Linked DNA regions of Mus musculus: region 2 is linked to region 1. Evidence: chromatin contacts called from public HiChIP or PLAC-seq data. All regions are on one chromosome and are shown on one strand. Each heading gives the region's core, a stretch centred on a gene start, on an enhancer-like site or on the middle of the called end of the contact. The rest is flanking DNA. Distances are from core to core; before and after follow the strand shown.

Region 1 (4,660 bases), core at 1,455-3,954:
ACCTTAAAGCCATTCTTTGGCCCCAACCATTCACGTCTATTCTTATTTTAAGTTCTAAAGCGAATTCTGACTGACTTCGACTTTTGGAAACATAAATGTGAATCAGGAAGAAGCCTTGACAGCTGGCAGAGTTGTCTCTGGAAGGAGAGATAACAAGGCTTACGGATCTGACACTTAAAAGAAAGTTGCTTTTGGGTGGGCACAGTGGTAAATGACTTTAGTCCAGTACTTGGGAGGCAGAGGCTGGCTTGCTTCTGCAATATGAGGACAGTCTGCTCCATATAGGGAGACTTTGTTTCAAAAAGCAAAACAAATAAATCAAAAGGGTTTTTTTTTTCTTCTGCTGTTGTGGTTTTAATAAAAAAATTGCTGCTTAGGAAAAAAAATACAATTCTTATTAAAGAGATAGAAATCCAAATTTCATTTGGACTTGAATTAAATAAATTTGCATGTTACATATGTTTACAGCAAGTCACTGAAATTTGAAATATAGTGCTATTGAGACAGGATAGAAAGAAAGTAAATTACAGGACATAGGAACAAAGAGGGACTTCTCATCCGAGCATCTGATTGAAGCCTCTACATAGATGACAAGCAAGAAATGCAGCATGATTGACATCTGCTGCAAAGGTTGCTGGCTTGCTTTCATATGTAGAATTTTTATAGGAAAGCAAAGAGCTGGGTTGGAGACCCAGTGTACCATGTCGGAGCTAGCCTGGAGACCCAGTGTACCATGTCAGAGCTAGCCTGGAGACCCAGTGTACCATGTCAGAGCTAGCCTGGAGACCCAGTGTACCATGTCGGAGCTAGCTTCATTGCTGTCTCAACATCTTCTGGGAATCTTAAACAACACCGTTAAACCATGTTTCCAGTGAAGATGTCCTACCTTCCTGCATCCCATGATCTAGACTTTAACTTTATTGCCACACACAACCAGGAACCACCCTGTGATCTCAGATCATTTAGCAACCTTAGAACACAGCTACTTGAAGTATCACAGATTGTGTGTGTATGTGTGTGTGTGTGTTTGTGTGTGCAGCAGGAGAAAGAGAGAGAGAGAGAAGAAAAGAAAGAGAAAAGAAATGAAAGAAAAGGCAGATGATAATTTGTCCAAGTCTGGAGTTAAATGATGGAGCTCAGCTGCCCATTTTTGTCAAACCTTGGGAATTCTTCCTGTGGATAATTTCCTGCTTCAGTGGTTAGCTTTCTCTTGTGTGCGGAGGATGAATGGGCTTGGGGTGGGGGATGGGATAGTGTGAGAACAGGTAGAGGCGGGATTCAGTTCTCTCTTTAACTATAATAGGCTACTTGGCCATGTTTTCTATATTGCCCAAGATCTCATTTCAAAAAATGGATTCTTAAAATTTTCAATTTGGAAATTGTAAGAACATTTCCATTTCAAGTTGGGAGACTTGCCTGATGTCTAACGCAACGATAACAGAGTCTCTGCTGTGGTCTGAGATGAGCTACTCATTCTGTATTCTTCATTGCAATGATGCTGAGCAGCCGGCTCTTACCACTGCTATAGCCACAATGCTTTCTCTAGGTCTAGAGCAGTGGTTCTCAACCTTCCTGGTGACCCCCAGCAATAAAAGTCTTTTCATGGCTACGTCATAACTGTAATTTTTCTACTGTTATGAATTATAATGTAAATATCTGATATGCAGGATATCTGATATGTGACCCTTGATATGTGAAAGGGGGTCACAACCCACAGGTTGAGAGCCACTGGTTTAGAGTCATGGGGCTAATGGTCGTGGTTTGGAACCTTCAGAGCTGTGAGCTAAATAAAAGCTTTCTCTTTATAGTGCTAACTAGATCAATAGTATCTGGAAAAACCATAAGTAGGCCATGTTCCTTCTTTACAGATGAAGAAAGTAAGGTTCTAAAAGGCTAAGTGACTGCCATTGTGGACACAGCTGTTAGCATACTTAGATCTGTCGGCTACAAAGGCCACACCTTTGATCCCTGTGCTACTGGTTAGTATGTAGGTAATACTCAGAACACAGGTGTGTAAAGCACAACACAATTCACAGGAATGTGCTCTGGGCGGTGCATGCTGTATGGACATCATGTGACTGGAGGAGGTTTAATTGTTTAAGAAGCAAGCTTGATCGGAAAGGATAGAGAGATGTTACAGACTGTGAGAAAACCCCCACACGTGTTGCTCTGAGTTGATGTTGCTGGGTGGGGCAAGGATCCTCTCCTGGCTTCCTCATTATGAAGATCTTTTCATCACAAACGTTTTAAAACTGAAAACCATCGCAGAAGCAACAAAGAAAGCTAAAGGGGAAAACTGCTGGGATTTGGTGGTGTGACATGAACTCTGTGTGAGTCTGTAAGGACAAAGGGATGGACTTCTAGGAAATTTCACTCATTAGAAGAAGGAAGAGACCATGTATCTATAGGAAAGAAGAGACTCACGTCTAAGGTAGAATTCCATGCATTTATCTAACACATTCTGAGCTGTTGTCATGCCCTGTCTGAAGCTAGTCATATCAACCTCACTTTCAAGAGAGTAAAACTGAGCGCTTTCTCTTCTTTAAGTAGTAAAGTCCTTCTGCTCCCCCCATGAAATGTGTCCAGTTTTTGGAAACTGTCTGAAACCCAACTGAGTGTGTGCAAAAGAGCACATACCCAAACTCCTAAAACTGAGCCGAGAGTGTGAGTCATGCCATTACCAACAAGACAGCCAGCCAGTAGATCAAAGCACAAGTTACAAAACAACACGAGGAAGTAGCTCTTCCCCTATAGTTCAAGGCGCATGTCCTTTCCCAAGCTCATGCTGGATTTGAAGGAAAAGCCTTCTCCCTCAGATGTGGAGTGCAAATCAAACCACAGTGAAGGCACACTAAGGAAGGTGGCTGTGTTCAGACAAGGCAAGGCAAAGGTCACTCTTGGTTTCTGTTTTGTGACTCTGTTGTTATATATTCAGTATGCTTACAAATTTTCTGAATTGTATTCATTCACAGCTATTATAAGATGCTCTCATTGTGTGTTTATATCCAAATACTCCTGTGGGGGCTTGTTTGCAGGCTAGTGGAACCAGAGCTCACAGCAGAGCCTGTGGCCAAGCTGATGAGACTGCCAACAAGAAAAGGACTACTCTTAATACCAGCAAAATCAGTATGTGCAACAAGATTCCCCTGTTGGTATTATGATAAGTACACACACAGTACCAAAAATCAAGTGAAGCTCACGATTGTTTGCAAGCCCCGAAACATAGTTGAAGTTTGAATCTTCTACTCAAAGCCTTGAGTAGATCAGTCTCCATAACTGTCCTTCTTTGAAGCTGTCCTGAGCACCTAGCCTGCCCTCAGAGGTCTGTGGTCCCCGGGGCCACCCCTTATGGAGCATTTTTACTTGCTGTTTGGTTTTAGTGAGCAAATCCCTGAAAGCCTCACTTTGTATGTCCTTGTGGAATGAACAGAGGTGAGGAGGAGGAAGGAGGGCGGCCATATCATAAGGGTAGGGAGAGGCGATTTCTACAGTGTGATCGGTTTGTACTGGCAGGAGGTGAGGAGGACTGCGGTGACATACCTGGAATTTCTGGAAGGACTGCGGTGACATACCTGGAATTTCTGGAAGGACTGCGGTGACATACCTGGAATTTCTGGAAGGACTGCGGTGACATACCTGGAATTTCTGGAAGGACTGCGGTGACATACCTGGAATTTCTGGAAGTGTGGACTTGTCTTTTTTCCAGAAGATCCCATCACAAACAAGAAGTCTGGGGTTAGGACGAAGGGCACTCTCTCTTTATTGATGCCCAGGAAACTCTTGTAATTCCCAAGAATGTGTCCGAAGTCTATATGAAATAGGTTTCCTTAAGAGAAGAAAATGCCTGGTGTCATTACCTGGTGTAAGTGTTTATTAACATTTTGGTCTTTTTTTTTTTTGAAAAAAAATTCAGTTGCCTGAAAATGAACTATTTTGAGTGAGAGCACTTTATCCTCTTTTATTATTAGCGTTTGATATTTTCAGCCTTAACAGGTGCTTGAAAGCAGTAGCCACAAAGCTTTCAGACAAAACCAAGTGTGTTTTTTGATAGGTTTGTTCTTTAGATGATACCAAGATGTCATTAAAAACAAGCAAGCAAGCAAGCAATCTAACAAGCAAACTTGTCTCCAAAGTACTCTTAGACAGGCAAATCAAAACTCTCGCTAAGGTGTGACCATCATGCTAAAGAGACTTATGTCCTTCATGTAACCAACAAACTGGTGCTGTATTTTGTCTGCCAAGAGTGATGTTATTAATGTTTTACTTTTAAGTAGTGCTATAGAAATACCATTTTGAATCTTTTTGGGGTCAGCTTCTAACACTATTGCCAGCAGCACGACCATATTAGTTTTTGTTTATTTGGTCTTTTAGCATTTCTATAATCCGCAAATGGACTGTTCTTTTGTGTTGACCCTGTTCTTGCAAGGAATAGGTATTTCACACCAAGCTCCTTTGCTTGTTCCTAAACTCTACTCTTTAAAAATAATTTTTGTGTTAAAGTCTTTCTATGTAGCCCAGGCTAGCTTTGAACTTGTGTTCCTTTTCCTTAGGCCTCCTGAGTGTTGGACTTATAGACATTGCCTACCACGCCTAGAAGACTATAAAACTGGATTCAGATTTCATATATGACCATTTCATGGTATGGTGGCCATTACAGGCC
Region 2 (4,660 bases), core at 1,609-4,108, 580 kb after region 1:
CAGCCCATTAAAGACCATAAAAAAAAAATCAGTCTGGGGTCCAAGTCAGAGGAGGCTCTTCCTACAAGCATCTTCAAAGCATCTCTGGTTTTACTGATGACTTTGCTACTTACCCTGGCCTTTGTGACTAATTTTGGTTCCTCTTAGTGCTGTGCCTGGGACAGAACAGCTCAGCCTTTTGTTTACTTGTATTGTCAATAGCCAGAAGCTAGAAATAAACTCTGGGAAGAGGGTTCTTCAGCCAGGAAACCTGCATGCAAGCTAGGCAAAAGGCCAGTGGGTGGATGGTGCCACCAGTCTGCCCTCTGCTTGTCTATAAAACCTTAATACTATTTAAGACTAAGTATTTGGAGTAAGTCCACACCACTCCCTCTCCTCTGCTTGCAGAGGATGCCCTCAGGGACTGCTGGAACCAGAGTGAGATGATGTTGCAATGGGCTCAGATCAGTATAAGAGATGGCAGGTCATAGGCAGTGCTGTGCAAATGAAAATTCTGCCCAGAAACCAGATCCACAAGATGCCTTCACCCTCGATGCCAATCTGGTTCCTTAATGAAAAGGGATTTGTATTTTTGTTTCAGCTCTTGAGATCTAATTTGACTTTCTTTTGTCAACAGCAGAAATGCTGCTGCTTCTTTCTTTCTTTCTTTCTTTCTTTCTTTCTTTCTTTCCTTCTTCTTCTCCTCCTCCTCCTCTCCCTCCTCCTTCTTCTCCTTCTTCCTGTTTAGAATCGAGTTGTATCTGTGTGTGTTTCTTACCTTCTAAGCTAGACTATTCATTCTAAAAGGCACCAAATATACTATGACTATCCATCGGGGACATGACACTGCTCTCTACCTAGCAGAAGATGAATGAATAGAAAAATGGCTGGTCACATCAACAAAGGCACAGAGATGAGACAGGAGGGTGATAGAGTAGGATTAACACAGCACTTCCCAGGTTCTGACAACATAGTTCTCCCTAAAATAATTATGCAGTCGAGTCAACTATACAGCAATGCAATCTGTGTCCCCATGACGTAACTCAGATCTTTATCAATACTGCAGAAGTACTGAGATGACCTGCCGTGAAGAAACCTAGAATTTCTCAAAACTGTTTGCACACTTATGCTTTCTGTTGTTAACCATCACCAACACCTGCTCTCTGGCACATTGGCAATAAGCTGTTTTGGAAATGTATAGCCCAATTCAGCATGCAAGGAGCTTTGAAATCAGCATGGGAGATACTTGCTCCCTCCCCAATTCTCTTGGGCTGGGGTGCAAAGTGGAGAGTGTTTCTCTGCTGTTGAACTACCTCTTTCTGCAAAACAAGGAAATATGGAAACTGTTGCACTGCTGGAAACTCCCCTGCAGGACCCTCAGGGCCAGGCCTTGGTGAACTGAGTTCTGCTCTCAATCACGTTTTTCTACAGTCTGCTCACAAATGGCAAAGGAGTCCACACACATTCTTGTTGGCTATACCAAAGCAAGATGGGGGGGGGATTTTAAAACAGAGGGGTTTTTATTCTTTAATATTGGTGTGTATGGAGGTGGGCAACATCTCTCCTTCCATGAGTTTCTAGGATTAAACTCAGTTTATCAGGCTTGTGCAACAAGTACGTTTAGCCACTGAACAGTCTCGCCAGGCCCAAACCATGAGACTTTGATCCTTACGCAAAAGTCTAATTTCACTTCAGAATCACTTGCCATCTGGCAAAAGGTTGAGTGAAATTTCTAATGAAGGTTCAAGTCAAATGTGAATGACTAAACCAGAAGAATCCCCCAGTATATGGCCATCTCCTTTGTGTAGTACCAACAAGAGGTAAAAAGTTGGTGCTTTGATGCAGCAAACCTGCTCTATCAGGCCCCTGTACCTCCTTTCCTAGCCAAAGCCACTCCTCTGATGCAAGTTCCCTCATCTGTCATGGGGCAATAGCATGCACTTAGAAGTACTGCTGTTGAAATTCTGACAATATGTTGAAAATGCCAAGGACAATACCTGACATGAATAAGAACCATCTTCCAGACTAAATCTACTCAACAAGACTCTGCCAGGGGATCTATGAGAGCAAAGGCTTATAAAATAGGCCTGGTTTCAATAATGTGACATTAATTCAGTCACCCTTTTATCCTGGAAAGGGCATTAATTTCACTAACGTACAAGCAACGCAATGTTAGGTTACACACAAGCAGTCAGGATCATTCCTTCTCAGGGTTTAGTTTCACTGGAGCAAGATGACTTAGAAGGGTAAAGCAACCCCACACTACAGAACCATCCGGACTCTGGCGAGCAGTGTTAACAGAGCAGAATAAAAAATGAATGGAATGTTTGTGCTGGAACTTTAATAAGAATTTAGCTAGTTTCTACACTACCGGCACTGAAGGCTATTGCCTCCCAGATGGAAAGTTGATCTTGATCTTTTTTGGCTCTGGGTCCATCCTCCCTTTAGGAAAGTTAGACTCTCTTATGCAAACTGTTGCTCACAGGTGAAAGTGCTCCGTGCTACTTCCCTCAGTTTGAGGTGTCAGGAAAGACTCTTGGGGGCAGTTCTATTCCACATGACCTAGTGGAGAACTGAAGACCCTTCAGGTGACTCTAGAAGTTACACAGAGTCCAAGACAGGTCTGGACCCAGGCACACACACCCCCAAAGCATGTTCTGATGGAATTGGAAGTGCCAGTGACCTTGAAGCATTTGCTTGTTTACTCAGAATGCTTAGGAGCTGCCCCCTCCACTGTGTTGCCCTGTACATTGTCCCATGCCCTAAGCTTGGATCATACCCAACTATCCAAATAATCTTGACGCCTTTTTCTGGGGAGTGGAAGACTGGCAAGCCACCAAGCCCTGGGTGAGGTGCCAAAGTCCTTGTTATGTAAGAAACCTGGTTGCCACCCTCATGAGAGTGTGGGAGTTTCATAATGCTGTGTCATTCCCCTGGTAGAAGTGATGTGTGATTTGGCAGTTTCTAAAAGCAAAACCAGAATATCATGAAGACAGGGTCTCAGTCAGATCTGCAAAAACAAAAATCCATTTCCTTGATTTCTAACCAATGTGCCCAGAACATTATTTTCAACTAAGAGTCTCAATGTCCAACCTGTTAAGACTGTCTATAACTTATTCAAGCTGGTTTATATTTTGAAATTAGGGAGCCTTGACTAATAAACTGGAAGAGATTTGTAGGGAGCACCTCAAGCAACTAACAACAGTATCTATGACGTCCATTGCAATTCTTGGCATCATGCCAGCATTTCAGGCTTCTCATTCCCTCCACCTGACTTTTTGAAACAAATACTATTACTCCTCCATTCTACAAAAAGGGAAACTTGAACACAAATTGGGTAGGTCCCCCTAATCCTGAGTCAAAAGAATCTCCCCTCTTCTTCAAGCTGCCCATCCTGGAGCTCAGAGACGTGGGATCCAGTTCTCATCTCCCTTTCTCCTTCCTTACTCTCAATTCCAGTCCCTCTCCCTCCCTTTCCTCCTTCCCCCTTCTCTGCCTCTTCTCACATCCAGTAAATCATTAAACTCTATCTTGCTAAAGCTGATGGATATTTTAATCAGTCACCACCCTTTACATCTGTAGAACGTGTCATAGAAACTCTTTTTCTGAGATGCACATCAACAATGTTAATTCCTATTTTATAAAGGACATTAGTCATTTGGGCACTATACCCAAACCCTTGACTGTGTTGAAGAAACTTCTCTGTGTGTCCTGATGAGAGTTGCTCACATGTTTCCTTCTCTCTGTGTAATGTACAACTTGACTACCAGACCTGGATTTAGCAGCCCAGTTGTTCCAGCCCTGAGATGCCAAGTCTGTATCTGTGAAGAAGACAAGAGAGTTGGGATATTAGCTATCGTGGCTAGTAGCCGGGATCTATAAGGAGTTATTTCTACTTGTGGTAATATTAGAAACAGAATCCAGTTGTGTAAGGTCCACAGCTTCCATGCCTGCCCATTGTTCTCACTTGTCTCCTGAGATCTAGGGCCAATTAGACATTTGAGATTGAGTATCTCTCTTAATTATTGAAGAAAACCACAAATTCCATCATTAATGAGAGGTGGGTATTTGGCAATCAAACAGAAGCTGGTAGATAAAGGAAGCCCAGACTCAAGTATTTCCAGTGCACATGAGGTGTAATGTGTCCATTGAACGCACGTATTTTTGGAAACTATCCTGCCACCCTAGAACGATGAGAACATTGGAGGCAATGGGCTTCTTTTCTCTGAGAATATAAAGGAAGGGAACAACAATCTTAAGTAACCAAACTATGATCTTATGCCTTGGACTGAACCTAGGGACCTTCAACATCTGTGCAAATGTTTGTCTCTTTCAGAAGCCGTACTCAAGAGCTGAAAACCAGAAGCGTTGCTTGATACTACAGATCACCAAGTCACCTCACTGGTTGGATTCACAGCTGTGCTGCGATTTGTGTGTGTGTGTCTAAAAATGAAAAAAGTTTCATTCCTGTATCTGCAAGCCTTACAAAGAGCCTGGCTCTTATCCAATAAATCCTTATGAAATCAATGAAAGTGAAAAACCCACTTTCTTCTTACTTTGAACAAACAAACAAGAAAGAAAGAAACAGCAGCAACAACAAAACCCCTATATCAATAGTTCCACTCCCTGTGCAGCTCTTAGTTCATGATCAACAATGCAGACTTTTCCAAATGTCTGTGAT

What was found. HiChIP or PLAC-seq counts read pairs in DNA pulled down with a chosen protein or histone mark.
Region 2: an H3K27ac HiChIP or PLAC-seq map of bone marrow-derived dendritic cells shows a contact between it and region 1, with 2.9 times the contacts expected there. The contact joins two enhancer-like sites. A contact is called at or near these places in 1 of 115 datasets of contacts at active chromatin or transcription factors (bone marrow-derived dendritic cells) and 1 of 9 other capture datasets (macrophages).

What each region holds. Positions count from the first base shown.
Region 1 is chr12:32,188,412-32,193,071 of GRCm38.p6, forward strand. Pik3cg (phosphatidylinositol-4,5-bisphosphate 3-kinase catalytic subunit gamma) reads right to left here. Exons shown (of 11, transcript NM_001146200.2): 10 at 3,669-3,826. Among named protein-coding and RNA genes, the nearest start is that of Pik3cg, 18 kb to the right of the region's middle. Within about 2 kb of position 2,705, at least 17 of the 459 cell types and tissues checked have an H3K27ac peak or open chromatin away from gene starts, as enhancers often do. A contact at or near this core is called in bone marrow-derived dendritic cells, where this site is marked.
Region 2 is chr12:32,765,738-32,770,397 of GRCm38.p6, forward strand. Gm40376 (predicted gene, 40376) reads left to right here. Exons shown (of 3, transcript NR_168680.1): 2 at 4,316-4,414. Among named protein-coding and RNA genes, the nearest start is that of Gm40376, 43 kb to the left of the region's middle. Within about 2 kb of position 2,859, at least 74 of the 459 cell types and tissues checked have an H3K27ac peak or open chromatin away from gene starts, as enhancers often do. A contact at or near this core is called in bone marrow-derived dendritic cells, where this site is marked.